Regions from separate parts of the Sus scrofa genome. Here region 2 is linked to region 1. Evidence: chromatin contacts called from public Hi-C data. All regions are on one chromosome and are shown on one strand. Each heading gives the region's core, a stretch centred on a gene start, on an enhancer-like site or on the middle of the called end of the contact. The rest is flanking DNA. Distances are from core to core; before and after follow the strand shown.

Evidence for each region. Hi-C and Micro-C count contacts between places; a contact is called where the count stands out from the background.
Region 2: a contact with region 1 is called in a Hi-C map of skeletal muscle, with 3 times the contacts expected there. The contact joins the promoter of PRR16 here to the enhancer-like site in region 1. A contact is called at or near these places in 1 of 5 promoter capture datasets (liver) and 11 of 47 Hi-C or Micro-C datasets (alveolar macrophages, embryonic fibroblasts, fetal heart ventricle and 4 more).

What each region holds. Positions count from the first base shown.
Region 1 is chr2:123,709,327-123,712,953 of Sscrofa11.1, reverse strand. No RefSeq gene overlaps it. Among named protein-coding and RNA genes, the nearest start is that of HSD17B4, 400 kb to the right of the region's middle. Within about 2 kb of position 2,028, at least 2 of the 83 cell types and tissues checked have an H3K27ac peak or open chromatin away from gene starts, as enhancers often do.
Region 2 is chr2:124,197,606-124,201,374 of Sscrofa11.1, reverse strand. It overlaps PRR16 (protein Largen), which reads right to left and starts at 2,000. Exons shown (of 3, transcript XM_021084676.1): 1 at 1,483-2,000. The coding sequence starts at 1,641.

The sequences.
Region 1 (3,627 bases), core at 779-3,278:
TTTCAAAAATATTATAAATTTTATAAATATCTTAAACCAATGGACCCTCAAAACCCAACAAACCTGAAAGAACCAAAAAAAAAAAATGAAGCAAACTACATCACAACAAGTAATAATGAAATTTATGAAAACCAATTAAAAAAAGCTTAAAGAGAAAAAGTATATTACATACACACAATCACAAGAATCATAGGAAAGGAAGAAGTAAAACTGTTTTGCAAATATTATGATTATCTAAGTACAAATTTCTTGGAATCAACAAGTATCAGTAGAATTAATGAGAGAATTTAGCAATGGTGTCAGATACAAGATCAATGCAGAAAAACCACTTTTATTAATTTCTTCTAACAATGACCAATCAGAAATTGAAGTTATAAAAGCAATTTATGATGGAATTGAAAATATGAAATACCTAAGACCCAATCTGTGGATGTGCAAAAAGATCCAAAGATCTGCAAGATGTGCAAGATTTATTTCCTGAAAAATATAAAATATTGCTGAGAGAAATTAAAGTTCTAAATAAATGGAAAGATGTGTTGATGGATAAAAAACACTAAATATTGTTAAATTGTTACTTTTTTCCATATTGATCAACACAGCTCCATTAAAAAATATCAGCATATATTTTTGTCAAAATTGACAAGGTGATCCTAAAATTTATATAACCATGAAAGACCTAAAATAGCTTAAACAACTTTAAAAGGGGAGAAGAAAATTGATTTTCATATTCTTTTTTTTATTTTTACTTTATTTTTATTACCCAATGAATTTATTACCTTTGTAGTTGTACAATGATCATCACAACCCAATTTTATAGGATTTCCATCCCACAACCCCAGCACATCCCCCACCCCCCAAACTGTCTCCTTTGGAGACCATAAGTTTTTCAAAGTCTGTGAGTCAGTATCTGTTCTGCAAAGAAGTTAATTCTGTCCTTTTTTTCAGGTTCCACATGTCACTGAAAGCATTTGATGTTGGTGTCTCATTGTCTGGCTGACTTCACTTAGCATGATAATTTCTAAGTCCATCCATGTTGCTATCATATTTTGTCTTATTTCACAACTTATCATATGGTAAGAGTGACAGTAATCAATATAGTGTGGTATTGATGTAGAGATAATAGATCAACAGAACAAAGTGGAGTTCAGAACAGCCTCCCTCCAACACACAGTCAAATGATTTTTGACAAAGCCACAAAGAAAATTCAGCAGAGAAAAGAGGGGCTGCTGGCACAGTTCAATATCCTTATGTGAAGTGTATACTCTACTTCAGGTTTCTGGAGCACAGAAGTACCCTCCTTATTAGAGAACAACTCTGGTTGTTCTGGTAGAAATTAAGTCCTTGACCACGATTCATGAACCAGTTATGTCTCTGAGGTGCTTATCATGTCAATTCTATTGAGCCATAATATCAGGGGATTGAAAAACCAATTTTATAGTGGAAGGGATACATCCATACCCAACCCTGAATAGGTCCCTAAATGTAGGGAACCCACTTTCTTAATAATGTCCTTTGCTCTTAGAAAAAAATTATCTCTATCTTCCAAGGTTGTTTGCTATGCAAATATAATATCCAGAAACAAAAATATGTTCAGAACAAGGGCAGTCAGTGTTTCTGCTCATAAAATGTATAGAAATATGTCACCCAACACTCAGCTATGGGGATGCAGAGACAGTGAAGAATTCACAAAGTACCCCTGGAAAAATATTTCTATATAAGTGAAGCTAGCTTACTACTGTAATTAAGTATGGCTATTCTCACTCTCTTTAACTTCCCCACTTTCCCCATCACACGAACAAAACTGGAAATGGATCAGTATCAGAAACTATAAACAAAGAATGCAGGAAGGTGTTCATGACAAACAGAAAAAACTGGCAGTACCCACCATTCTCCAGATCTTTCTGGGCTTACTTACCCTCACTGAATCTTAGCTGAGGGGCGGAGGGGGTGACATCTAACTCTGAATGAATACTGAGTTATTGACTATTATACAGATTTGGATGTTCTGAATCTAGACTGATCTTCTTCTCTTAAAATAGCACCAAAGTTTGTGAAATTTTCTAAATTTCCACCCAGGGGAAAAAAAACTAATCACACTGACCAAATTAAAGGGCTCTGAGAGAAAAAATTTGCTTTATACTTAGGTTCCACTAGCAGTTTTGGTGTCAATATGTCACTTAATACATATAAATTGTGCATAAAAAATATCCATTAAAGGGAATTATCTCAGGGAATTAAAATTTTACTGTTTTATCTTTTATCTTACTGATTTCATCAATATTTGATCTTCATTTCTTTTTTTTTTTTTTTGGCTATGCCCACAGCATGCAGAAATTCCTGGGCTATGAATAGAACTCCTGACACAGCAGCAGCTCTGCAGTGACAATGCTTGATCCCTAACCCACTGCACCATAGGAGAACTCCAACATTTGACTTTATTGATAAATAAATGATATTACCTTACTAATTTGGAAAGGAATAATTAGAGATTCGATATAATGAAATAAAATTGAAAACATAAAAAAAAAAATTGGGAGCCCAGAATGGATTCAAGAGTTAACCAACATCCTTTGAAAAACCACTTTCTTCAAACATCATAATCTCATATTAAGGGGCCTTTAGGTAGAGCCAGGGACACACTCACTCAGCTATATTCAAGAAGCAAAACTATATATAGCACATCTATCAGACCACAAGAGGAGAGAACCAGGCTTTATAAAAGTAAAAATCAGCTTTGCCATGATAGCACTTTGGAGAAATATACTGCTGACTTAAAAAAAAAAAAAAAATGCACAACCTGAAAGTTAGTTTTTTTGGGGACAAAATAGGATTTAAGCCCAGGAGACAGCATCTCAGGTAGCCTTGAGAAACAGCTCTGAGGAGGTGAGGGAGGAGCCAGGAAATGTAGGAATTTTTACAACAAAGGGAGAGTAGCAGGAACAAGAGGTCTGGGCTCACCGAAGTCATTCCTTTGATATGCACCTCTGCTATCAGGGCCAGCATCTGGAGTTTTCACAGCCTGCAGGGCTCACCACCTCTCACCCCTGAGCTACCTGAAATACCACAAAGAGGAAGGAGGGGATATCAGGATAAGATAAAGGCAAGGGGGAGGTACAGGCAGCCATGCACACTTTTTACAAAAGTTTGCTGCTGATCTCAGGAAGGTTACTACTAGTCACAAGGAGCAGATATCACCATGAAGGATTTTAGTGTTTTTCTAAATATGAGAAAATGCAAGAATTGGGCACATAAAATCTTCTCCTAAAAATAATCTATCTGAAGACCTGTTCTTCCAGTTTTCCCAAAGCACAGAGTGCCTCACTCTTGATCTCCATGCAGGGTACCACTTAAATGCTGCAGGCCGGCAACTGCAGTGCTTTGTAATTTAACCCATGGAGAGGTTGATGGCAAGTGCCAAACTTCAGTTCATAATACCAAATTATGGGCAAGAGGCAACTGAGGATGAAAACACTGTTATTGGAAAGCAGTGATATGGAATATATTGAATCTAGAATCACAGCCTGGAAAATAGAGAAGGTGAAGTCAATGTCATTGGAACAAGACACCATTCTAGTTGCAACAGTCAGGAGGAAATTCTTAGAAAGAGGGCCATGGACAAATGTCTGT
Region 2 (3,769 bases), core at 751-3,250, 490 kb before region 1:
CAAGAATAGCATTTGCCACTGGCAAACTGAACCTTGCCGATGAATGGTCCATTTTAACAGACTTGCATTTGGTAACAAACGCGGAGTTGAGTTCACAGAGGTATTGGGGAGAAGGCGAGAAAGAGGGAGCTTCTTTTCTCACATCGGGATTGGAAACTGGATAGAGGAGCTTAATCTCCAGACAATCAAACCACCCTCAATCCTCTCCCACTTGGCCTCCGAAACAGGATTACAATTTTGGACCTCGATACGCCCCACCTCTTCCCTTCCCATAGCAGCCACCACCTTCGAAGTTACACTGTTAGCTCTCAGACAACTGGGGCGCGGACTCGCTGAGCTGACCGAGAACCAGGAACCACACCGGGCACTCATTCAGTAGTGGAACACTGAGCTGGGACTCTACCACCAGCTCTGAGACACCACCGGCAGGTTCGCGGAAGACCCCACCCCTCCCAACTCTGCCCTTGCCTCCGCCTGGAGCTGCAGCCTGAGTTATGCATCCTCAGCCTCGACATTGGCTCTGCTTCTTTCTATACGGATCAAGGCTGGTGAGGGCAGGGGGGCAGAGTGGACTGAGGATGGCGAGGGGGGAGCGGAAAAGAAGCAAAACAGTCCTGGTTCCCAAAAGCCAGGACGTAAGTGGCAAGACACCGATGCAGGCACACTACACACACACACACACACACACACACACGCACTCACCAAAGCGCCCTGCGCCCCAGGTTCCATGCCAACTGGCAACAAGACAGGAGGATGGAAGGAGGTGAGGTGGCGGGAAGGCCCGTTACAGAGAGCGACAATCCGAGGAGAGCAAGGGACGTCTGAGGAACTGCAAAAGTGAGAAAGTCCCAGACCCCTTCCACAGCCCCAAGTCTGGGCTCTCCTGCCAGCAGCCCCGAGTCGCCTTTTCTCCAGCAGGGCTCGGGAAGCCGAGAGAGAGAGGAGCTGGAGCCGAGCTTCTCCCAGGCCGTCCTCCCGGGCCTGGCCCGGGGCCCGGAACCCTGCCCCACTTCAGCCCCGGCTTGGGGAGGCTGCCAGGCAAGGAGCGACTTGCCAAAGGACTCCAGGGGAGCAGGAGGGCAAGAGAGGCGCATCTTGCACACTCTCTGTCCGGCTGCTGCTTTCTTTCTCTGTCGACACACCCCCGGTTAAGCCCTTTCCCCAGGCACACACACACACACACACACACACACGCAGCTAAAGAGACAGGCGGGTTCACCCCTCCCACCACCTCAAGTCTATCGATTAAAACACTAGTTGATTTCTTCCTGATTTAAAAAAAAAAAAAAAAAAAAAAAAAGTGCAACAACTCTTCAGAGTCGCCCAAGCAAAGAAAAGTCCGTCTGCAGGGATCCTTCTATAGTTTCCTAGGAGTTAGGAAATCTGGCTGTTGCCAGTGAAAACGGGACCGGGAACGCCGAGGGGTGGGGGTGGAGGGAGGTGAGAGGCGACGAACTCCTTCCCCACCCCTGAGACTCTCACCTCCTTAAGTTCCTTGGCCACGTCCTTCAGGTCGCCCAGGACTAATTCCAGATCCTCCACGATGATCTTGATTTGTTCCTTCACCTTGGTCTTGGAGGCTGCCGGCGGTCCCTCGGCTGGAGAGGACGAGGCGGGGGTCCCTTTGGACTTGGCTGACATTCTTTGGGGGCAAGCGAGGCAGGTCAGCACAGGCGGGCGAGCGGAGGCTGCTGCGCGCCCCGGTCCCTGGCGCCGCTGCGGCCGCTGCCGCCCCAATCCCCCCACATCTTGGACGCTCTTCGGGCAGCGGAGGGTGGCTGCGCTCGGCGCTGGGCCGGGCGGCCGCACTGTGGTGCTGCCATCAACTCCCCAAGACGCGGCGTTCGGCGCGGGGCTGCAGACGGGCGAACAGCGCGCCTGCGCCTCCTCCCGCCGCTCTCGCGCGCACACACGCACTCGCTCCCCGCCCGCGGAGAGGGGCGCGGGACCGCCTTTACCAGGGCTGTCAGCAGCAGTCTCGGCGGCATGTGCCTCCGGAATCTCTCCCAGAACACCTGGGCATCAAGGAGCTGGGAGACAAATTCGTGTCCTGCCCACCCCCTCGTCTAGATCCTGAAATGCCCTCATTGCAACCTGCTGGAGGTCTTCTCACATCTAGCTTGGATTCCTTCCGCTTCCCCCTCCCAGCAGAGACCTGGATCCCCACCAGCTTCCTAATCATAAGCAGTAGGATCAGATTAGGGTTGTTAAAGCGACCCTAAATTTTTATCCAGGACCAAAGTATGTCGTGAAGGCCTCCAGGTGTTCTCCTACTCACCTAGGAGTTAAACGCAGGTGTTCTTAACTTGTGCAGGAAAAAAAGAAAAAAAAAAAAAGTGGATTAAAAGCGACCCCTCACCCCCTGGAGTCATATCTAACCAATGTTCTTGAAAGAGGTATCTTAAGCAATCCTGCTGATTCCACAAAGCTAATACCGGATTTATTAATTGGAAGTCCTCACACCAAAAATCCCCTGGGAGGCTGTCTGAGTCATCTTGGCTGCACTTAACTGGGACAGCTTTTTTTTTTTTTTTTTTTTTTTTTCCTAGCTGTCCTTCCTCTTTTCATGACCTATGCTGATGTCTGTTTTGGGTACTGGGGGAGATACATTGGATCTCCTCCTGTGAGAGCTGAGTAAAAAGAGTTTGTTTCCAACGTTTTTTTTTTTTTTTGCATCCATTTCAAGTCTTTTGCTGCTAAACAGGAAAAAACTTTCTGACCTTTCTGTCAAAATGACCAAGGGAGGGAAGTTAATAGGAAGCTTTCCGTGGTTTAATTCTCAATAGGTGGCTACGATTCTCATTAGTTAAAGGTTTAATTTTCTTAGTAGCAAATCCATGGGTTATTAGCTACTGACCTGGCAAGCTGGATCTATGTTTTTTCTTTCGGTGCACCCTACTCAAGATCATTATTTTAATAAGCTTCCCATTTGGTCATGCCTTAGCAGGGCTCTCTGCTTCTTGCTTCTCACACCCCAGGTTCCAACATGAAGAAAGTCTTGGCAGTTCTCCTCTTCCTAGTTCCTTAAAGCCCGCATATTCACTTTCTTCATCCTGAATAATTCACCTTGATAAAATCCTTGAAATTCATATTTGAAATATGGATGAAGAAAGAGAAAACAGAAGAAAAACAGCAGTTTAGAACTGGTGTCAAAACAACAGCAACGAAAAATTAGAGGAAAAAGAAAAAAAGGTAGAAAGCAGAGGCTGCTGGAGGAGAATTAAAATAAGAATAAAGGAACCAGTATGCACTAAGCAAATTGAAAAGAGATGAAATCATTAGAAGTATTAAATAAGTAATGTACTTGATTTCTCTAAGGTAGAGGGAATATACATATATTTTAATTCCCCTTGTCTCTGCAGGTTCCTCTCTATTTTATAAAGATGTAAAAGAGAGTTCCCCTTGTGGCTCAGCAGGTTAAAAACACTACTTGGATCCATGAGGATGCTGGTTCGATCCTGCCTCACTCACTGGGCTAAGGATCCAGTGTTGCCATGAACTGTGCTGTAGGTATCAGACGCAGCTCAGGTCCCAAGTTGCTGTGGCTATGATGTAGGTCAACAGCTGCAGCCCGGATTAGACTCCTAGCCTGGAAACTTCCCTATGCTACAGGCGTGGCCCTAAAAGGACAGAATATCAAAATAAAAAAATAAAAAATAAGATGTAAAGATAAAGACAATATAATAAGACTTACAAACTCTCCCCCACTGAAAATTCCTCACATTTAATTATACTCTTATTTCATCTCTGAATAAAGGTAAGTGTTGAG